3 separate regions of the Danio rerio genome follow, and all the other regions are linked to region 3. The links are chromatin contacts, called in public HiCAR-type and Micro-C maps. All regions are on one chromosome and are shown on one strand. Each heading gives the region's core, a stretch centred on a gene start, on an enhancer-like site or on the middle of the called end of the contact. The rest is flanking DNA. Distances are from core to core; before and after follow the strand shown. Region 1 holds the start of cicb (capicua transcriptional repressor b). Region 2 overlaps cicb (capicua transcriptional repressor b). Region 3 overlaps pou2f2b (POU class 2 homeobox 2b).

What was found. Hi-C and Micro-C count contacts between places; a contact is called where the count stands out from the background. HiCAR-type assays count read pairs that join an accessible place to other places.
Region 1: a HiCAR-type map of caudal fin shows a contact between it and region 3, with 13 times the contacts expected there. The contact joins the promoter of cicb here to the enhancer-like site in region 3. A contact is called at or near these places in 7 of 18 Hi-C or Micro-C datasets (caudal fin, embryo, hematopoietic stem cells and 1 more) and 2 of 4 datasets of contacts at active chromatin or transcription factors (caudal fin and embryo).
Region 2: a Micro-C map of caudal fin shows a contact between it and region 3, with 11 times the contacts expected there. The contact joins two enhancer-like sites. A contact is called at or near these places in 2 of 18 Hi-C or Micro-C datasets (caudal fin and an unstated tissue) and 2 of 4 datasets of contacts at active chromatin or transcription factors (caudal fin and embryo).

Annotation. Positions count from the first base shown.
Region 1 is chr16:11,415,002-11,417,701 of GRCz12tu, forward strand. It overlaps cicb (capicua transcriptional repressor b), which reads left to right and starts at 1,438. Exons shown (of 21, transcript XM_005173512.6): 1 at 1,438-1,655.
Region 2 is chr16:11,439,916-11,442,615 of GRCz12tu, forward strand. The region is part of intron 2 of cicb (capicua transcriptional repressor b); the gene reads left to right. Among named protein-coding and RNA genes, the nearest start is that of cicb, 25 kb to the left of the region's middle. Within about 2 kb of position 1,401, at least 8 of the 62 cell types and tissues checked have an H3K27ac peak or open chromatin away from gene starts, as enhancers often do. A contact at or near this core is called in caudal fin, where this site is marked.
Region 3 is chr16:11,257,663-11,260,362 of GRCz12tu, forward strand. It overlaps pou2f2b (POU class 2 homeobox 2b), which reads left to right. Exons shown (of 18, transcript NM_001423213.1): 18 at 1-1,688. Among named protein-coding and RNA genes, the nearest start is that of erfl3, 36 kb to the right of the region's middle. Within about 2 kb of position 1,314, at least 51 of the 62 cell types and tissues checked have an H3K27ac peak or open chromatin away from gene starts, as enhancers often do. A contact at or near this core is called in caudal fin, where this site is marked.

The sequences.
Region 1 (2,700 bases), core at 188-2,687, 160 kb after region 3:
CTCAAATAAAAAACAAGGCGAATAACTTCAAAAAAGTCATTTTTGAGAAAAAAGAACCACCAGGCTGGCTACAGGCCTGCAATAAGAAATAAACAAGTTTTCAAGTGCATTAAAAAGTGTGAGTTTTGCCTCCAGTGTCTCGCCTTTAGTTCTTAATAATAATTTTATCAGTAGAAAAAAAGCGCAGTAAAAGGTACCTTGAATTTTCCCACCTCAGCGTGCACGAATGCTTCTCTGCATTGCAGCAGAACACCGACAGAGGTCGCTGGACGATGCTTAAACGTGAAAGGAGGACTGCGCTTGTGAGAGAGCTTGAATCTGTCTACAACACTGATTATGTAACGACTTCTTTGCTTCTCGAAGGAAATTCACAACGGACATTCATCCTGTGAATGTAGATGCACGCTTCAATGCGTCAGTGCTTCTGAAAGCCTTGTATATGACCAACACAAACCAACTCGCTTGGAAAGCACTATTTGCATTTCAACAACATGTTAAAAGTACACTACCTATTTTTCCAGCGTGGTTTATACAGCTCTCAGTCAGTCACTTGTGTGTTTGTCCTACTACTCATCAAGCACGGGGTTAGGCGAGTACGTCAGGCCACGCCCATTCCATCCAGCTGGTGGCAACATGCGTGATGACTTCATCGCTGAGTTTGATCATTGGCTCGTCGTCGCGACGCTTCTGGCCAATCACGCGGGGATGCGATGACGTCACCTACAAACTCCTGCAAGCGTTGCATGGACGGGGCGGGGCTCAGCGGCACATACGTTAGAGACAGTGGAATGCCGCGCGGTGATTGGCTGTCGCGCACGAGGTGAGGGGCTGTTGCTGAGAGAAAAGCGAGGCAGAGTGGAAAAAAATCGAGAGCGTCAACAGTAGTTACAAGCATAGTAGTGTGAAAGTGAATTGTTTAGTCAGAGACCCGCACGAGGGGGACGCTGAGATTAGCCGAGTGCTTTTGCTTTACTCATAAGTGAACTGAATTACTTGACAATAGCAAACAGTAAAATTCTTAATCAAATATAAAAGTTGTTTATCTCTAAAGTTAAAAAATATCTCAATCAAATAAGTTTAAAAATAAAAATGTTTATCTTGATGTCGTTTATGGGGAAACACGCACGTTTATTAAGGAGCGCAGACTCGTATCATGTTATTGGCCAGCGCTTCTTGAACACTTCCCTAGTGCCCGCCTACACCCTGTTCCTATGGTTCCCAGCGCTCTCATTGGATACTGTAACTTTTGGAGTGAGCGCCGGCTTGCTATCTAGCCTTTCTGCGATTGGCACAAAGTGCCTGTCAATCAAACGGAAGAAGCCACCGAGAAACGCCCCCGAGTTTCTGCTGTCAAATCCATAGGCTACTGTATCTGCCAGCGCGCTCTGATTGGCCAGCCGCGCCAGCTGTTAGTGGTTCATTCACCATTTTGTGAGTGTAGTGGAAAAGGGATTCATATAGTTTTTAATCCCTGCCTGAGTTGCTGTTGGGAGGGGGGCAAGGATGTTTTACGGAGGACTGATATAAAGTAAAATTCCCGACAGACAGAAGACACACATGGACGTTGCACGCCACTTCAGTCCGAAAAGAGAACACGCATCTGCAATTTGCACCGTAAATTCATCGGTTTCCTCTTAAGTATTTCTGCTGGTTTGGTAAGTAGTAACTACTCAAACGAACACTGCCGGCAAACCGTGTTTTGGGCATGACTGTTGCGTGTAAAAGACAAAACAGCTCACAAAAACATCAAGGAAGGACCTAGAGCAAAGAGAAGGGAGGGGGGTGGGGATGCAGAGTTAAACTTTGTCAAATGTTTTAAAGAGCAAGCTTTTTCGACTAGCCTAATTTAATAACTTACCCCATTCCGAACTGTTTTGCCTGAATGGCATGAGTTTGAGCAACTTGACGAGAGCAGACTGGCACTCGTGCACTGCGTTACGCACTGGCAGGATTACGCTCGAGGAAGGATTGCACTACAGTACTAGCGGAGTAATAACGTCACGGCACCAATGCAAAAACAAACAAATTAATACTTCATTATTAAACGGATTAACCACACGCGCTGTCGTTCTCGGACGTCTCATAAAGGTGGATCACTCGCAACTTTTGCTGCATGCATGTACGTCCTCATATTGACACGGGCAACCTTTGCGTTGTGTTTTTGCACGTCAGCGCGACTGTATTTGTGCACGCTTTAAAGCTTTCTTTTACTATTTTTCAAGACGTTTCTTGTTTGATCTAGCTTGTGTGAGAGTCCTTGGCATAGTACTACTCCTGTGACATTGCGAAGCGAGTATAGTACTACCACCGGCGGCTGCCGTGCGCATTCTTCTGACGGTACGCTTTTGATTGTTGTGCATCATTTCAGGGGCTCATACATGTATTTATGGTAGTATTTAAAAAAAACCTTTAATTAATATTTTAATGAATGCTTTAAAAGTATCATTCAGTTCTCACAGGCCTCCTTGATTGAGGGGTTTTCATGGTACACACACACACTCTTGATGTTTTTTTTTTTTTTAAAGAGTGTCTTCATGATGATGGCTGCATTAACACCAATCCGTCAATTCATTCTTCATCAGGTTATGTGTGCCACTTTGCACGCTTAGCAATGGAAGGTGTGTGCCACCGAGGACCTTTGCTCCTTTGAGTCATGGTGGAGAAGCGAGAGATTTGCTGACTGGTGATGGTGGTGGTGCT
Region 2 (2,700 bases), core at 151-2,650, 180 kb after region 3:
AACTCTCAACATTTCAACACAATTGTATATATTTTTGTTTCTCTTGATTTTTGCTATTTTTGAAAATGTTATTTAATAATTTTCTTTAACATTTAAATTTGGGCTACTAATTTTTGAACCAATATTGAAAGTTATTTTGTTTGATAAACTCCAGATTCGGCTTCAGTACTGACTAACCTAATGTATCTGCACAAATATAATATTGTATAGCTTCCTATGGAAAATATTCATTTCAGTAAGACAATTGTGGGGGGTGTACTCATATATGCTGAGCACTGTATGTGTGTGTGTGTGTGTGTGTGTGTGTGTTTCAGTGGTTTTAGACTAAAAATGTTTGTTTTAGACTGAATGTCATTGCCGTTATTGTACATTATCTAAAGAAATCCTAAAAATAAATGCAACCGATTGATTTGGAGGTCATGCAAGAAGTTTTACAGTAGAAAAAGAATTGTACGGTGCAAAGATTCAATAGTGTGCTCATGACAGTGCTGAATATCACACGGCATACATCTGAACGCAGTGATTACACTGTTTTAGAAGACAAAAAGAAACACTGCCAAACTGTCACGAACACAAATAATAATACAGAAAGTATCTTTATATCAATGCATTTGAATTACTGCAATCATCATGTTTATGTTGGCAGTTTTGAACTGATAAGAAAAACTGTTTGTTCTTGCTTCTGAATTTCTCTTCAACTCATCACTATAATTACACGTTTCATGGACTGTGTTTTTGTTATTTTGGGCTATAGTGTATTTCGATATGGCGTTTGCAATAGGTCTCTGCCTCAGTAGTGCGTGGGACATGATCTCTTCTGTTTATGTGCAGTTTTGAGTCGCCATCTGTCGTATAGTCCAACTCTGCAATGTTTATCTCTTATATGGCAGAATGGTGTCTCCCTTTTCATCATCGCTATATTTATTTTTATTTATATATATTTATATATTTTTTCCCTTTCAACCACTTAATTGTGTCAGTCTTCTCTAATCTTTTTCCTCACCTATTTGTCGCTCTCTGTCTTTCCCCCCCTCTCTCTCTCTCTCTGGTGCAGTGCAGATTCTCTGTTCCTTCCCCAATCATAGAGCATTCCCGGGAATGCCAGCTATTCCCTTTTGAAGATGATTACCCTATGATAACACAAACATGTATATAGTTAAATATAACTACAGCAAAGATATACAGCATGTTACATAGTGTAGTGTATTGGTTGTTATTCATATTAAATCCTTTAAGTTTCAGTGTATTTTTGATTTCTGTTATATCTCAGGGAAGATCACAGGATCTAAAAATGGGTTCTCGTAAGACTCTTGCACATACATTTCACATAAAAGCTCCGTCTCTGGCTGTAATCTCTCCTTCACTCAATTCGGAGTCTGCCAGGGCTGTGATCACTTTCACATTTTTTCATAGGGCAGTGCTGCCCTCATGTGAGGAGCTTGTGGCATTACATACACTCAGGAGATTTACCTGAATGCAGTTTCATAACAATTTTTTTTTTTTTTATCTTTGGTGTATTTTTATTGAGCTACACACTAGAGCAGTGGTGAAACATAAGTGTAGAGGTGCTGCAAATGCACTAATCAAGCATGATACGAGCAATTCCATGCAAATGTCAACCTTGTTTTCGCCAAACTAGCGAAACTGTTTGTTTTTTTGTGCAAGCGTGTATTTTACAGTACTGTAAAAATACTCAAAAATGTATGTGTCTGCCTTTTCAAACAAGTATATTTGATTTACCAAAGTTACACGAGTCAATATGGTATCACATTTATAAAAATCTTTTCCCCTGATAAATGTAAAATAAAATAAAATCAGTCATTTTTGTTTTATTGAACCAACTCTTATCCTTTTAATTAGCATTATTTCTTTCTTTTTTTTTTCTAAAAAGTATGTTGTTTACTGCAAACTCCAAGACTTTTTTGGTCACATCCATAACACAGGTTTCTTTACCTGAACTAAAATCTAAAAAAATGTTTACAGATTGATATTTATGATCCCGTAACTCTGTTAATAGTTTTTTTTTATTATTATTTAAACAATAGAAAACATACAATTTAAACATAACATTCAATAAGCACAAATGTAACTAATAACAGAAAATAAAATAAAATATAATATAAATTACATTATAAAAATAAATAAAAAGACAACTTCAACTTAGAAAACTTTACAATGATGTGATGATTTAACCTACCCAATTGACAGCAAGTTTACTATTCAATTAACTTCAGCTCCTTTGCAGCTATAACTGTATCTTGACATTTCTTGCTACTAATATACTAATGCGAGTCTATATATAAATGAAAATCGATAATAGAAATCTTTAAACAAGGTTTAGAGTTCTTCAATCTACATTTATAAATATGAAATTTACCAAATAAAATCAAAAGAATCATTATAAATTCCACAGAAAAGTTGTTTAAGACCAAATCAAATTTAACATCTTTTGTCAATGTTTTGAGTCAAATTACATCTAAAACCTGATTTTTTTTATTTATTTGGAAATACAACGATAAGTCTTCCCAAAACATTTTAAAAAAGATGAACTAAAGACTCTAAACAGAATAAGCAATTTCCATCAGTCTGCATAATTTAGATAATGTATAATTGCTAACATAAATGTTGTGAAGTAACTCTTAGTAGTTTTTTTATTTTTTATTATCGTTTAAAGAACAACATTTAGAACAATACCAAAAG
Region 3 (2,700 bases), core at 64-2,563:
CATGTCTAGTCATATTCCTAATCATTTCTCCCACATGCAAACAATCGCAAAAACTAGCACACTCCCGCATTGAAGAATAAAGTCAATATGAGGTATTACTCCAATCAAAGATACTGACACAGAATATGCAAGTTAGCATTTTGGAATTTGCAGTAGGCTATGAAATGGCAGCTTTTGAATACCCAGGATTAATTCTTAAGGAGGGTCATTTATAGGCAATGTCAATGTTTTGTTTACCAAGAGCTTAGAATGACCCAGGGTTAACTACTGAAAGTGTGAAAAGCCCTAAAAGTTTCATCCATACAAGTTCACTGCCTTGGCTCTTGGGAATGCTTTTTACACAGTCACTAAACACAGACTCTATCTCACACACACAGTGTACCTGTATGTGTATGTATGTAAGTGAGATAGGTGAGTAAGAGCGGTGACTGTTGTTGCTAGGTGACAAATTTTATGTCTAAAAACGCAGCGATGTTGAAGATGTATAACGGAAACTTTTCAATCCTCCGTTACCTTTCCTCTAGCTTTCGTTCTTACCGTCAGAGTCGGGCGCAGTTTCTGATACTTTAACTTAACGATGTTGATATGCAAGTTAACAGCAGCGTAAGGGAGCGTGTTCAAAGTGCAAGTCTCTCAGTGGCGTGAATCTCCAGAGAAATGATACCAAAGCAACACGCCAGTCTGAGGGCGAACACAACACACACACTCCCTAAAACCCTGCTCACAATCCTTCAGTTTGATTCGCATTGGCGTTCACTTTATAAATTAATTATTAACAATCGGAGAAGGGTTTAAAAGTACCAGAAAACATCAGTCTTAGCATCTGAAAAGGGCCTGACTGATAGAACTGCAAATATGAGTAGGCTATTTTCATCCTCATTTTTCTTTCTGGTTGTTTTATGCTAGCGTTGTATGTGCATTACTCGTAAAAAAGAAGAAGATGAAAAATATACCAGCTTCAGGCCAAAGGTGTTTAAAAGATTTTTAAGAATAGCAAAGAACTTAAACACGTCTAGTTAAACCAAAGAGCTCCACGAACAACACCTCCTCAGCTGTTTTATTTCGTCTCTGGTCACCTAGCAACCCAGTTTCTGAAGGTATAACCTCAACTATCCAAAGCAGATAATAAAGAAAATGTATATTTTTAATTGTTGATTATTTGGGGGGAATCTTCATGATGATGATGATCATACAGAAAAGACTTGGTATGTCTGTGATGATTTTTATGCTTTGACTCTCTCTCTCTCTCTCTGGATTTTTAATCTGTCCCCTAAATGTTTTCCCAGATTTAATTTCACTGCTCACTCTGTCTGTGCGTAAAAGAGCGCGCGCGGGTGCGTCACTGCTTATGTTCACGCGCGTGGACGTATTTTACACTCTTGTCAGAAATGCGGTTATTTTGGCGGTGTGAATATGTGCGTGCGTCTGTTTTGCTTGTTGATGTACCTTGTCATGTTTTTACCCTTTCCATCGTCCCTATTTCTTCTCCCTTGAGTTGAGCAGTCCTTCTTTTCTGTTCTCTGTGTCTCTCTTTTCCTCCCTATGATGACAGGTTAGCCTTTCGGTGTAATTATCTCTGAAACCAAAAAATAGTTGACAAATAACTCGCTTGTTCATTGTACAGTGTTGTTCATTTAAAGTCATTTTTGTAACTGAAAGTGTTTCACTCATCTGAATAAAAACGGTAGAGAAAAAGAGCAGTGTTTATGTTCGTGTTTATGTGCTGATGTGTAAGATGGCCGCTGGAGGGCGGCAGCCGCTGTTCTCCTTCCCGCGGTGAATCATCAGTAGAGCTTCTGCCTCCACATGGTGTCTCAACTTAGTCACCTTCTCTTCCCCTTCCTTCCTTCCTTCCTTAGCGCTCTCACAATATATCAGTTTCTCTCTTTTCTACCTCTTTTTCCACTTTTCACAGCTCTCATTTGCTCATCTGACTCATAGGACATCTGGTCTTTGCCAGACAGCTTGTCCTTTACTCATGTTCTACTCCTCTCCAATTTAGATGATTAAAAATCGCACCTTTCGAAGATTTTCATGATTTTACATCTGTTGTTGGAGGGAAAAAAACAGCTTTAAGTTAACACAAACCACAGTTTAACTTTTAGTAACTTAGCCTGGTTAATCACAATTTTTTTCTTGACATTTCAGAACATAAATGTTAGGCTACTGCTAACTCTTGATTAGGCCTCTTAGGATTTAGTGTCTGCTAGTTCACTCAAAAAAGAAAGCGATGCTATTTATTACTCACCAACAAGTCACTTCAAACCCCATTCATTTATTCATTTGTCTTTGGAATACAAAGTAGGTTACGTCTGAGCTCCCTCATCCTCTATTCACCTTATTCTCAGCTGTCGAGCGGGTGCAGCCATTTGAATCTTTTTGTCTCGCGACTTCCGGTCACATTCACTTCCATTCATTTTTTGACGTTAACAACTGCTCGTTACGCTGCTTGATGTTGCAATTGAATATTTTCTTATTATATTATGCTACTTGGTCTGTGTAGTCATGCAAACATTTGTTTGTTGAGCAAGTAGTTTGGCCATTTTCTGCCGTTTATTATTCCTAGTCATTTCTCCCATAGGCGACTGAATCGGAAGTTCTAAGACAATCGCGAAAACAGGCGCACTTCCGCATTTTAGAATAAGGTCAATAGGTGAGGATTAAAACATCCTCAAAATGTGTCTTCAGTCACAATCAGAT